Linked DNA regions of Mus musculus: region 2 is linked to region 1. The links are chromatin contacts, called in public ChIA-PET maps. All regions are on one chromosome and are shown on one strand. The core of a region is the stretch at or near the end of the contact, and the rest is flanking DNA. Distances in the headings are between cores, read along the strand shown.

The links. ChIA-PET counts read pairs in DNA pulled down with a chosen protein or histone mark.
Region 2: a contact with region 1 is called in an RNA polymerase II ChIA-PET map of effector CD8 T cells, with 25 read pairs. The contact joins two enhancer-like sites. A contact is called at or near these places in 1 of 484 Hi-C or Micro-C datasets (pro-B cells), 1 of 115 datasets of contacts at active chromatin or transcription factors (effector CD8 T cells) and 2 of 9 other capture datasets (adipose tissue and liver).

The regions. Positions count from the first base shown.
Region 1 is chr11:21,137,789-21,144,179 of GRCm38.p6, reverse strand. Peli1 (pellino 1) reads right to left here. Exons shown (of 7, transcript NM_023324.2): 3 at 3,487-3,616; 4 at 1,523-1,624. Among named protein-coding and RNA genes, the nearest start is that of Peli1, 50 kb to the right of the region's middle. Within about 2 kb of position 4,044, at least 18 of the 459 cell types and tissues checked have an H3K27ac peak or open chromatin away from gene starts, as enhancers often do. A contact at or near this core is called in effector CD8 T cells, where this site is marked.
Region 2 is chr11:21,300,810-21,307,200 of GRCm38.p6, reverse strand. Vps54 (VPS54 GARP complex subunit) reads right to left here. Exons shown (of 23, transcript NM_139061.5): 13 at 1,421-1,550; 14 at 654-835; 15 at 180-292. Among named protein-coding and RNA genes, the nearest start is that of Mir1933, 41 kb to the left of the region's middle. Within about 2 kb of position 3,375, at least 17 of the 459 cell types and tissues checked have an H3K27ac peak or open chromatin away from gene starts, as enhancers often do. A contact at or near this core is called in effector CD8 T cells, where this site is marked.

The sequences.
Region 1 (6,391 bases), core at 2,795-5,294:
TGCATGACCCCTTCAGTCCTGGGCCATCAATTGCAACTGAGGTTGTACCTTCACCAATGGCCTTCCATGGCCTCTCACAGTTCCGAGCCTCAGCTGCTCTGCGAGACCCCTTCATGCCTTCAAAACCAGTACCACCTGGGTGACTCTTACACATTACCAAGCCCCACTGTAGCACAAGGTACAACCTTGGTTATCTCTGGAACACAGCCTCTTTGTGCTCTCAGAAAACACTTCCCAGAAGATGTCACCTCAATGATGCTGGTCTGATCTTAATCACCACTAATTTCTTAGGTCCAGCTAACCAGCATCAATAGTTCCAGTAATGCAAAGTTTTTGCTTTAGTAGTTTTGGTATCTTGTTAATCACAGATGATTCTTCAGGCCCAGCTAACCAGAACCACAGAATCTTCACAATCCAAAATAGCAATGGCCCTGAAAAAGTCTTTAATTTTCCCTCTGACATTTCAAAAGCCAGGCCTCCATCTTCTGCACTGTTTTCAACATTATCTTCCAATCTCCTACACAATGTCTGACAGAGCACTTAACACCGAATGGATCTTCTAGCCCAAAGTTCCAAAGTCCTTCCAGAGTCATCCCCAAAACATGGTCAGGTTGTCACAGGAATACCCTACTATGCTGGTACCAATTTGTTTTAGTCATGGTTTCTATTCCTGCACAAACATCATGACCAAGAAGCAAGTTGGGGAGGAAAGGGTTTATTCGGCTTATACTTCCATACTGCTGTTTATCACCAAGGAAGTCAGGACTGGAATTCAAGCAGGGCCTTTCCCCCTTGATCACTAATTGAGAAAATGCCTTACAGTTGGATCTCATGGAGGTATTTCCTCAACTGAAGCTCCTTTTTCTGTGATAACTCCAGCTGTGTCAAGTTGACACAAAACTAGCCAGTACATAGTAGCTCTGCCCAGACGTGTGCTGAAAACCAAATCCCTACTACTGATGTCAATAGTTAGAAAATTATCTGTAATTTTTGTTGCTCAGAGAGGAAGGTAGGAGGTAGTGCCCCCTCCCGCCACCCCCCCCCCAGGGGTCCGAGGGAGAGACTACCCTCTGCACTCTGCAGAGGAGGACATGGGGGCACAGAGTAGCTAAATGTTTACCAGGAGTTTAGGTCCCTCGGTCCCTTCCCCCTCTTCTTTATTTTCTTTTTATTTCATGTGTACGTATGAGTGCCTGTATGCATATATGTGCACCATGGGTGAGCCTAGTGCTCTTGGAGGCCAGAAGAGATATCAGATTCCCTAGAACTGGAGTCCCAGGCAGTTATGAGCCACCTAATGAGGGTGCTGGGAACCCGAGTCCTCTGCAAGAGCAGCAAGTGCTCTTAACTTCAGAGCCCATCTTTAAACCACACTGTAATGACATTTAAATGAGGTTAAAAAAATCAATACATATTTTAAACATACAGCATGAAAGCATAATATTTAATCTAGTCATAGCAAAGTCACCAACAACAGATTTTTAACTTTTTTAAAGAAAAAAAAACAATAATGTTATAGTACCTGAAACATATCAGTGTTGCTGTCATGAGTATATTCAACCACCACCGTCTGGGCTCGAGATAAAGTATATGATATGCTATGCTGGTCCTTGTTGCTTATTGCCTATGAATGAAAGGGTTAACAGCAAATATTAGCAGTCATTAAATCAGAAAAATATCTTCATTAAAGAAGGTAAAATGTTCTCTCTGTCTCACACACACACACACACACGCTGGAATTTTGGGTACAGGCAAGAAACTCTATATAACTTCAATTGTGGTTTCCTCAGGTTGAGGGAATATTTTTTAATAGTCATGGAACAAAAACATAAATTTAAGCTTCTTAAGAATCTGTGTTTCTCTTAAAAGCACTTTAAATTCTAAGGGAATTAATATCAAATACCACATGGAAACTAAAACCAACATCCATCTCTGATAAGGAAAAAATTCAAAATCTTGCAAGAAAAAAATTTTTTTAAAGTGACATAAAAATTTATATATACAGTTAAGCTAGAATTATGAGTTCATTTTTCTAATCCTACAGATGACAAGTTTTATCATATTCCAGATCAGATACAGAAAAATCTACAGGATGATTAAACATTACAAGAAGAAATAGATGTATTTCTGATGGCCATATTTTTGACTTATCCTAAGCTGAACTGCTCTCCTAAAAGAAGTGCTCAGCTTCGTTTTCATATGTTAATGAGTTGAAGATAATATCAGAAGGGGAAAACCTAGTTATTGCACAAAGAAGGTTTTATAAGAGGAAAACAGATAAAAAGATACAAGAGTAACTACACATAGTAAAAAGGGGAAATGTTTGTTTTTGCTTTTTAGGTAATCTGTAAAATAGGTAAGGCCTTTTGAAATTCTAATATTAAAAAATTATTTTTCAGCCGGACATGGTGGCGCATTCGCTGCATACACATACATGCATGTGCACACACAAAATGAGAAAGTATTTTAGAGGTAGATTATAAACATCTCCTTGCCAGTGGTCCTCAACCAGAGACCAGATTAAACACCTAAGAGGCATTTGAAAATACTTAAATGCGTTTGACTGTAACAATAATGGCAGTGATTAAATGACTTTTAGTACACGGGACCCAAGAATTTCAGTATCTTGTAATGCATGGGACAGTTCTGCACAATGAAGATGTGGTACATTCCAGATGCGCAAATACTACAGAGCAGCCCAGACTGAGCTGCAGCGTCTACTGAACACACGCCTTCTCTACAAAGGAACAGGAGGAAACAGGTTAGAAGACCAGCCCTTCTACAGACTCTTCGGCTCTCAAACAGTAATCAACGAGCAGCCAAATCAAGGCTTGATATCTAACTTTGATATAAAACAAGGCTGAAATCTAATCAACTTCAATTTACCAGTTCTAATGCAGCTCATTTATTTAACCTAACAAGGACCTAACATAGATGATGTAATGCTTATGTACAACTTCTAGAAGTCAAGGAACTCTGTAATTGTTCTTATCTGGACCCCACATTACTGAATTAATTCAGTCTGTGCTATAAACTGGAAAGAGAAATTCCAAGGCAAAATGAGGACTGAAAACTTCCTCTACTTTTACACTGACTACTTTTAAACTTACGGTTACATTTCCTCACCTGGCCTCTAAAACTTGGTGAGGAAATGAAGTGGGCTGGGAGGGCTGACAAGGCCTCGAGGGTGAGAAGTTACACTGTGGGCACTGCTGAAAATGTGCTCCCATTGCACATGGAGGTGGGGCAAAACATAAGCATGTCATATGCCAAGAAGAAAATAAACCCAGAGAACTCAGACAGCCTTAGAGAATCAAGATATTTTCTTTTGATTTCTACCTGCCTCTGGTCTGTCATTTTTAATGCGGAATTCCATATGGCAGCTTTTCAAATACCATCAATTCAAAACAGAAATGTGAAGCACTGCAGACCACACATAAAAATATTTCAACTTTCCAAGTTAACTTCTTTACAACTTTATCTTACCTTGGCAGCCTGAGGAGTACATGCAATGTGCACGGTGCTAGGCTTCACCCCATTTGCCTTAGGTCTTTTAAACAAAGCAAACCTACTTTTCCTCCTTCCTCTATCACCGTTTGGGAGAGATCCATTATATCTGATAAGAAAGGAAAAAAAAAGTTTAGCTGGTCTCTTGTAAGGATCACACTACTATGAAGCAAAGTTATTGTTTGCCTCCACGTACATTCAATCCTTGATGACCGCAGATTCCTTCTAGCAACTGCTCATCTCCAGAACAGCTGCATGGGTCTGAATCAAAATGAGGATCTGTCTGGCTATGTTTTGAACCACATAGAAGTATTGTACACAGCTTTAAGTTATCTATATAAGCAAGAACTGAGTAACAGAAATATTGTGATATATTTTAAGGTATATTTTTTTGCAGCAGTAATTGAAACAGATTCTCCTTTAATTGTGAACCCAACACCATAATGCTCAACTTCTGAAACAAGCAGTGTCTGGCCTTGTAAAGTCCTAACTACCTGAATAGAGCACTGGTGTGTTGTCAGCTCCTATCCAACTGAGTTTTATTCCAACTATGTTACATCTACATCTGCTGCTTCACTCTTCCAATCATTTCTCTAGAGCACATGTTAATCTCATGGCAAGCAAGTAAGACATATAAAACAAGTGCGGAAAAGTGAAAACAAACTTAAACATCTGGGCATGTATCACACACCCAGGAAGCACTGAACTCTACGTCAATTAACCCTACACTCAAAAGCAAAAACAAACAAAACCTGCTAGGTTAAACAGGCATACAGCAATTAGTTTTCTCAAGTCCCAGAATGACACTGGCAAACCAGAATATGAATCCATGTATGACTGCTACATATGACATAAGCTGAGTCACCTGGGAGGAGGGTGTCTCAGGGAAGAACTGCCTCCATCAGACTGACTGTGTAGAGGCATTTGAGGGAAATGGAGTATAGTCTGTTGTGGGTGTTCAGAAGACAGTATGAGCGGCATTAATTATTGATTATTGATACAGCAGGGTCCAGCCCAGTACAGGTGGTACTACCCATGGGCAAGTGGTCCTAGGTTATGTAAGAAAGCAAGCTGAGCAAGCCAGTAAGTAGCATTCCTCCACAGTCTCTGCTACAGTTCCTGCTTTGAGCTCCTTCCCTGGCTTCCTGTGATAATGGACTATAAAGTATAAGTGGAACAAACCCTTTCTGCCACAAGTCAGTTTGGCCAGTATATGACTACAGCAATAGAAAATTAAGTAGAACACCATGTCCTTGGGGCTGTATGTGTGCCATTCCTACTGCTCCCTTGAGACGTAAGCAGCAATTCAACAATAATACTCCTTGTTCACTGTTTCTTCACCCTAATGAAAATCTTTACCCTCTCAAATATAGCTGCTCTATCTGAGCAGAAATGAAGTAGAAAATAGGGAAGGATTTGAGGATGATGGAGGTGATTACAAAATGGCCTGAAATAGTAATTAACAAGGAAAAAGAATCATATTTCAAAGCTGAGGAGTTCATTCAGTGACTGCCATATGTAAAAATTACATAAATTTGAGCAATGCTTACCATGCGCCAGGCTGAGTCTGGTCCTCAGCACCGTAAATGCAGGGAGAGATGGAGGGAGACAGCGAGGATGAACTATGTGCTCAGATAGAGTCTTGCTATCAGGTTCTGTAAGGGGGGGCTCTCCTGGCTAAGACACTGTTTTAGCTCATACATTGTCACCAGACCTACTGTAGGTTCGTTACTGCCCTCACATTGTCTTCTGAAGGGCCTCAACTAATTCCTCTTCCGAATGCCTCTCGACCACCTTGTCCAGTTCACTTCTAGAATCATATTTGTATTTTAAGCTACCAAGAAAATACAAAGGTGATTACTACTGCTAACGCTTAGCTGATTATTATTATTGTTATTATTATTATTTTTTTGTTTTGTTTTGTTTTCCGAGACAGGGTTTCTCTGTGTAGCCCTGGCTGGCCTGGAACTCAGAAATCCACCTGCGTCTGCCTCCCAACTGCTGGGATTAAAGGCGTGCGGCACCATGCCCGGCAGCTGATAAATTTCTAAATTTAAGACAGCTTAAATTGTATTTTAAATTTTAAATCACCCTTTTTAATAGTTCACAAGTTTTCTAGCAAAATAATTTAATCCTTAATACTTTTTCTTAAAAAGCTGTTTATCATTTAACATTATTAAAAATCTATGTAGCCCTAAATTTGCAATACTGTGTTATGTGTGTGTATTTTTTTTCTTTTTTACATACATACACATACATACATACATACATACATACATACATACAGTTTATGCTGTGGGTACAGGTATGTGCTGTCTGTCATATCCAACCTAAGTTTGGCCGAGTTTGGCCAGTATGGTAACTTGGTCCCAGGAATACCACTAGTACTGAGGGAGAAACATTGGAGCCTAGGAGGTATGGCCTCCAGTCAAGAGTCATAAACAGGAATTGCTGAGGTGGCTCACTGCTAAGAGCACTCGTTCCTTTTCCAGAGACCCTAGGTTCTTCCCATCGCTCACATGGTGGCTCACCAACTGCTGTAATTCCAGTCCCAAGGAATCCAAAGCTGCCTTTTGGCCTCTCTGGGCATCAGGCATATATGCAGGCAAAATACCCAGACACATGAAGTTAAATTTTAAAAAAGGTCATAAATAAACAAGAAGCTATAATAGTCTGACTCTCAAAAGCATAACTAAGTCTAGAGAGCCAAACATTTAGTCAAAAAATAAGTACCAAGTGGACAGGAGATTCCATAATTTTCAGTTTCTAGACTTCTTAGCTAACAGACTGCATCTATGTTTTACAATTCCAGGTTTAGGTTAAAGTAACTGAAGAAATGCAATTTCCTCTTCTTCACTCTTCAGTTGCTTTTTTAAATGAACGA
Region 2 (6,391 bases), core at 2,126-4,625, 160 kb before region 1:
AAAGCAGGAAAAAGCACAAGGTTGAAGCACGAGGTTAAAGCAATCACTCTATAACTTTAATCGAAAACCTATTTTGTTTGCATAATGTAGAATGTAGACTGTAGGCTGTGGGACAGAGGTATGCCCTCATCGTCATCAATATACAGTGGGAGGAACCATGTGTGACAAACTACACATACCCACTGGCTTTTTTTCAGGTAAAGCAATCTTTCCATCCGCTATAGAATCAACAAGATCCTGAAATTCTGCAGGAACATCAGCCTGCTTCCAACGCTCGTTGTCTAAGAGGAGGCTGTTCAAAAGGAAAGGAAAAAATGGTGAACTTTAACAGGCACATCTCAGGATCAGTCGTTAGCTAGAAGGAACAGAATAAACTGGACCCACCCACTAACAGAACAAACAGGTGTTTGTCTCTTAGCCTAGCCAAAATCAGCTAAGAAAACCAATTTAGTCAACCCTGAGAAAGAGACATTCAGTGAGGATCAACTGATAAAAGACTTCAACAAAGATAAAAAGTCTAATTCCATCGGAATCTAAGAAATTTGATCTTACTCCCCCATTCGGAGGAATTTGGCCTGTGATCAACTACGTTTACCCTTTAACCACAGCTGTTCTGTAAAGAAAAGGAAAGCAGAGAAGGTACCCGGCGCTACCTGAGCTTGGTCCGCCTCTCTTCATGAAACCTGTTCACAAACTTATTTGCTTGGCTCTGAAGGGCCCCAAGCAGTGACGTGCTCTTCCTCCCACAGATCTGTTCAGTGTCCACTATGAATGTCTCCATTAATCTCGAGAGTGCTATGAATTCCGTGGAATTCAATTTTTCAAGAAAACCGTCCTAAGTTTTAAAAACACCGCATCATGACAAAAGTTAGTATTACACAAAAGATGCATGAGCTATAAAACTGACGGAGCTTAGTAACTGCTACTGTTATTTTTATTTTCCTAGTATGTTAGTTGTATCATATTATATTTATGATTTAAAACATTTATACTTTAGCTGAAATTTCCTAATACTTTAGAATCCAAAACTTGGAACATACAGAGCTGAAGATGTCTAAAGCCGGTCATCACTTTGTAACACAGTAACTCAAATATATTCAAGTTACACCTTTTTGTTTGTGTGTGTAGGTAAACCAGCATATTAGATTTAAATTAATTATTATGGTGCTATATTTTTAAGTCTTTTAAATAAACAAATAATTGGAAAAGGATAGTTTTATAATTTTCTATTTCTATTTTCTAATTATTTGACATCTTAGTAGCTCCTTAGAAGACCACAGCAATAATACCATCAATTTTCCAAGTGTTAAGATGGATAAGACTGTGACAGAACATAGGTACAGTTACATATAACTTAGATCTCTAAAGTAACACTTTGTATATACAGAAGAATCTCCAAGACTATATGAAAATAAAATACCTTTGCTCTTGACATGAGAAATTTGACAGCTCGATCATGGCATACATCTGAAGCATTACACAGTAACTCCTGGATGTTACTTGCTAGTTTTCCTAGCTCCAAGTCAGTTAACCTCATGTCTTCACTGACTCTGAAGATGAGACAATGAGATTTAATCAGGAAACACAGTATTCTCCATATGTGATGTATCAAAGAGGAGGACAAAGATAGAGAATTCACATTTGTGGAAAAAATTCTGGGCTAGCTATTGTCCATTTTAATAAGTTTTAATGGTGCTCAAGGTAACATTTCAGAGGCCTAACTTTTTTACTGTACTAGTCCTACCACTTAGCTCACCCTGCAGCTGCAGTCTGCAGCCATTACAGCAGAAGAGATGTGTTCTGAGGTGAGGTGGCAGCTGTGCAGGAGCAGCTCTGTGATGCCCTGAGAGGAACAAGCTGGGATGGCCAGTGAGGAGGGAGGACATTCATAGCAAGTAGGTTCTTTCTTCCTGTGAGTGTAAGTTACTTAGTGGCAGAGGACTTACTGAACTTAGTGCTTAGCACTGGAAAGACAGAGCCCTTAAGGAAGCTGTATTAAACAGTTGTGTTTATATTTTGAGGGGAAATGCAAGATTTTTCTATTTCTAAATATTTCCATTCAAGAAGCATAAAGACCACAGAGCTTGGCAGTGGTAGCATGCACCTTTAATCCCAGCACTCAATAGGCAGAGGTAGGCAGATCTCTGAGTTCAAAGACATCCTAGCATACAAAGCAAGTTCCAGGACAGCCAGGGCTATACTGAGAAACCCTGTCTAAATAAAATAAAATAAATAAATAAATGCCACTTATTCTATGCCAACAATTCTTTAGCATCATAATAAGCCAAGTTAAGTGCCTGTGTCATTTATAGCCCTTTCGATGGAATAAGACAATTTTCAAAGTTATTATTAGCAGGCTCTGATTTATATTACTGGGTTATGATATTGAAGAAAGTTTATTATCCCTCAAAATTATATCGCTAAACCTATTTACTAGTGTCTTAGAATAACAGCAGGGTTAATAGTCTTAAGGTATTCTCAAAACAGTCTTGTATAATTTTACTGAGTCAGGTAGACTGTGGCCCTCAGTAGTTTAAATGATCAACCCACAGCTGCAATAGTAAGAGAGAAAGACCAAAATCTAGAATTGGTCTCTAATTCATTAAACTTCCTCTGTTCCATAATTTCAGGGATTAGGGGGACGGGACAGATGTAGTGGGTACAAATGGAGCCAGAACGCAACCTTTGGTTTCCTTCCTCAGGGACCATTTACCTCGTTTATGACACAGAGCCTCACACTAGCTCAGCAAGTAGGCTAGGCAAGTTGGCTAGGCAAGTTGGCTAGTCATTTCCATGCCTCTGCCTGTTCAGCACTTCGATCTCAAGAGCACACCTCCACATCCAACGTATGACCTGTGTTCAGATGTAAAACTCTTTTTGCTGACTTGAGTTTCCTCTCCAATGCTCAAAACACTTATTTATATAAAAACAGTCTGGTACTAATGCCAATTCCAACCAAAAAATGCTCATTTAGATGTTCAAATTTCCTACTGAAATGAGGTCTTATTTTCTAAAGGATTACTAAAAATTTGCCATGTAACAGAATCACTAATGAATTTAGAACCCTTAGCCATATGCTACTAACTCACAAAGACATAAACAGAAAACAGTAAATAAAAAGTTTTTAAATACTGCAGTGGCCTAACCAAAAGTGTGAATGTTCTTAGATCTTGTTTAATTAGCTGTAATTTTTCCTTAGAAAAGCTCTTTGAGTTTAATTGCTTTTAACTTCCCTGTCACCTCCGAGTTGAGTGGCAAGCTTTCAGGCACTGGTGTATAAGCTGAACATAAGCAGAACCATAGACAGTGCCTATGTTTCATCCTGTGGTAACATGCAATGAAGGAATGCCAGAGAAGATTCTAAAGTGACAGACAATGAGGACAGGAAATAAACCCACATAAACAACTGTGATGCAGGCTTAAGACTGTCAAATGTCACAGCAAGCTGCTAGCTGCTTTCAATACTTCTCTCCCCTGCCACAGTAACGGCTTTAGCTGCACAAGTATCTTTAACTGACAGACAGACAACTAACTAAAGACTCTAGTTCTCAAGCTCTTTTACAGAGCGAGTCATATGTCACATCCTAGCCTCTGCTGTGGAAGTGACAGTAAAAAGTACAAATTCTAGACCATGTTCCTAAAAAACAAGAGCAAGATGGAGAGTGAAGCTAGGGCCTCCCTCATGCCAGGTCAACTCTCTCCTACTGCAGTGAACATGGTGCTTTATCACAGAATAAGAAACGTAATGATAGCCGGGCATGGTGGTGGCGCCTTTAATCCCAGCACTCGGGAGGCAGAGGCAGGAGATTTCTGAGTTCGAGACCAGTCTGGTCTATAGAGTGAGTTCCAGGACAGGCAGGGCCACACAGAGAAACCCTGTCTCAAAAAAACAAAAAAACAAAAAAAAAAAAAAAGAAAGAACAAACGAACGAAGGAATGAACTGTAATGACTACACACTTCTCTGAGTATCTGGTTTATAGCAACAGTGGTACTACATACAGAACAGTAAGGAAGATGGCATTTTAGCTAAATGAGCTAAAGGATTATCTAGGTATAGGAGGAAAAAAAGGAAGAAAATCTTGCATGATACAAAACAATTACAGAGAAACTGTCAATCTAATTGTCAAAGGGACATATTTAAAATTAATAGCCTTTTTTAACCAAAAAGACCTTAACTAGAGAATGAAGTAGGAATTCACAAAGTGGTAGATGATTTTGCAATATGGTTGGAGAGCAGACATGTGCTTACACAAGCAACTCCAGCAAATCACTAAGAAAGGAAGAGGGAGGGAGGGGGGGGCAGACAGGCAAAGACCCTCTTTATACACTTGCCAGGAGAAGCTATCAAAAGGGACAGTAAGTACACGGAAAGGTGTTCTCCTACCAATAACCAGGACAAAACTAAAACTCCTACAGTTGCAACCTAGACTCCGAGCAGCCAACATGTACAAGACTACCAAATGGGGAGAGTGAGGGGAGTGAATGAAGATGTGAGGCAATGGAACTCTTCCTGACAGGACTCTAAGTAATGAGCAAATGCACATGAGGCTAAAAACCCAGAGAACCTTCCCGCTTCTGCTTTTACAGGGCAGACTGGTGTGTCCAGGGCCTTCCCTTCTGCAGTCTTTTCCTCTTGAATTATAACCTTAACTGAGAATGCCCAGTTATGTGTATTTTACAGTGAATATGCTCAGAAATGTGCCTGCCCCACGGTTTATTCCCATATGAATACGTATAGACTTTCTATATAAATTCCTTACCTTTTTTTCCCCCCATTTAAGAGAATGCCATCTTTTAAAATTGATCTCTTGCCTACAGGCAACAAATTCTCCTGCATTCTCATGTGTTGGCTGTCCTTTTTGGCTGTGCACTCAACTAAAATGTAAGCCCATTATATTCAGTGATTGTGTGCGCGCGCACACACACGTGTGCATGTGTCCGTCTCCATTCCTGGTGTCTATATGTGCATATATATTTTCCAACATTTGTTTGTAGCGTGTACAACAAAAATATTGACAAGCATTTAAAAGCTAAGGATTTAACAGTGCATAGTATGCATAAGAACCAGCAATTCATGAAATCACCAAAGGCAGGCCAATCCCTAAAAATAGAAATAACCCCAAATCTTATCAATAGCAGAATGACTTTTGTATTGTGATGTTGTCATAGGACATTATTTTTGTATACAAATAAAGTCCCACTACATGCACTTATCACACACATAATATTGAAGGAAAGAAAGCAGATAAACACAAAAGTGTGGTTCTATGATATACAACTGAAAATGAAAGCAACAAAACACACACACACACTAATAGTTTTAATGACTTGATTCCAGATGAAATTGATTAGAGCCAGGGCAGGGGAGGGTAAGTTTTCTAGAGAGCTGATACTGTTCCATTTCTTGACAATATTTCTTGATGAAATATTTGCATTTTGGAATAATTATTTGAGCTGAACATTTAGAATTTAACTTTTGTCCCACAAGTGCACTGTATACCAAATTCAAAAGTTTGAACCAAAACAAAACAAGGAGAATCCCAGTCCCCTGCACTCTCCTCCTCACTGCTAGGCTACGTAGAAACGATAAATGCAGAAACAAAAAGCACCTCAGATGCAAACGGAAGCCACAATGAGGGTAGGACAGCCGTCCACTCAAGTGAAGATCTCCTAACTCCAAAATAAATAAAATTATTTAAGATACAGAATTTGTTGTTGTTGTTGTTGTTGTTGTTATTTTGAGGCAGGGTCTTGCTGTATCTCTGGCTCTCCTGGAACTTACTATTTAAATCAGGCTGACTTTGGACTCAAGAGATTCACCTGCCTCTGCCGCTGCCTCCCAAATGCTGGGGAAAAAGCTGTGCATCACCATGCCCAGTCAAAATACATAATGTTAATATAGATTTAATAGTATAATAATAACTAGTAAATATAAAGATATTAGCCTAAACACAGACAAAATATATACATTTGCTAGTGCATTTCAGGTATTTCAGTAGGAAGGAAACACTGTAATAAACTGATGTAAGTAAAATGTGAGCTCCATGAACTCTGGACCCCAGGTTGATTTACACATAAGCAACAGTACTAAGTCTTGCTATCCTTAACAACGTAATACAAACTATGCTCTTGGAACAGAAAGCATTTACAGTTTTTGCTCTGTCTTTTTCGATAGCAGTTATTACAGTTATTACTGAATTGTGTAAGACAATGTTCTGGGTTATCAAAGGCGGACTCTAGCATCTGGGGTAAAGAGGCATCATGTCTGAGTGCAGATACAAAGAGAAAGGGGAAGGGGTGGAAGGGAAGAGAGTGAGATGGGGTCATGTGGCAGATTATTCAGAGCTGAGGCCTTGGAATGGAGGATTTTTGACAGTGTTCATACTATTA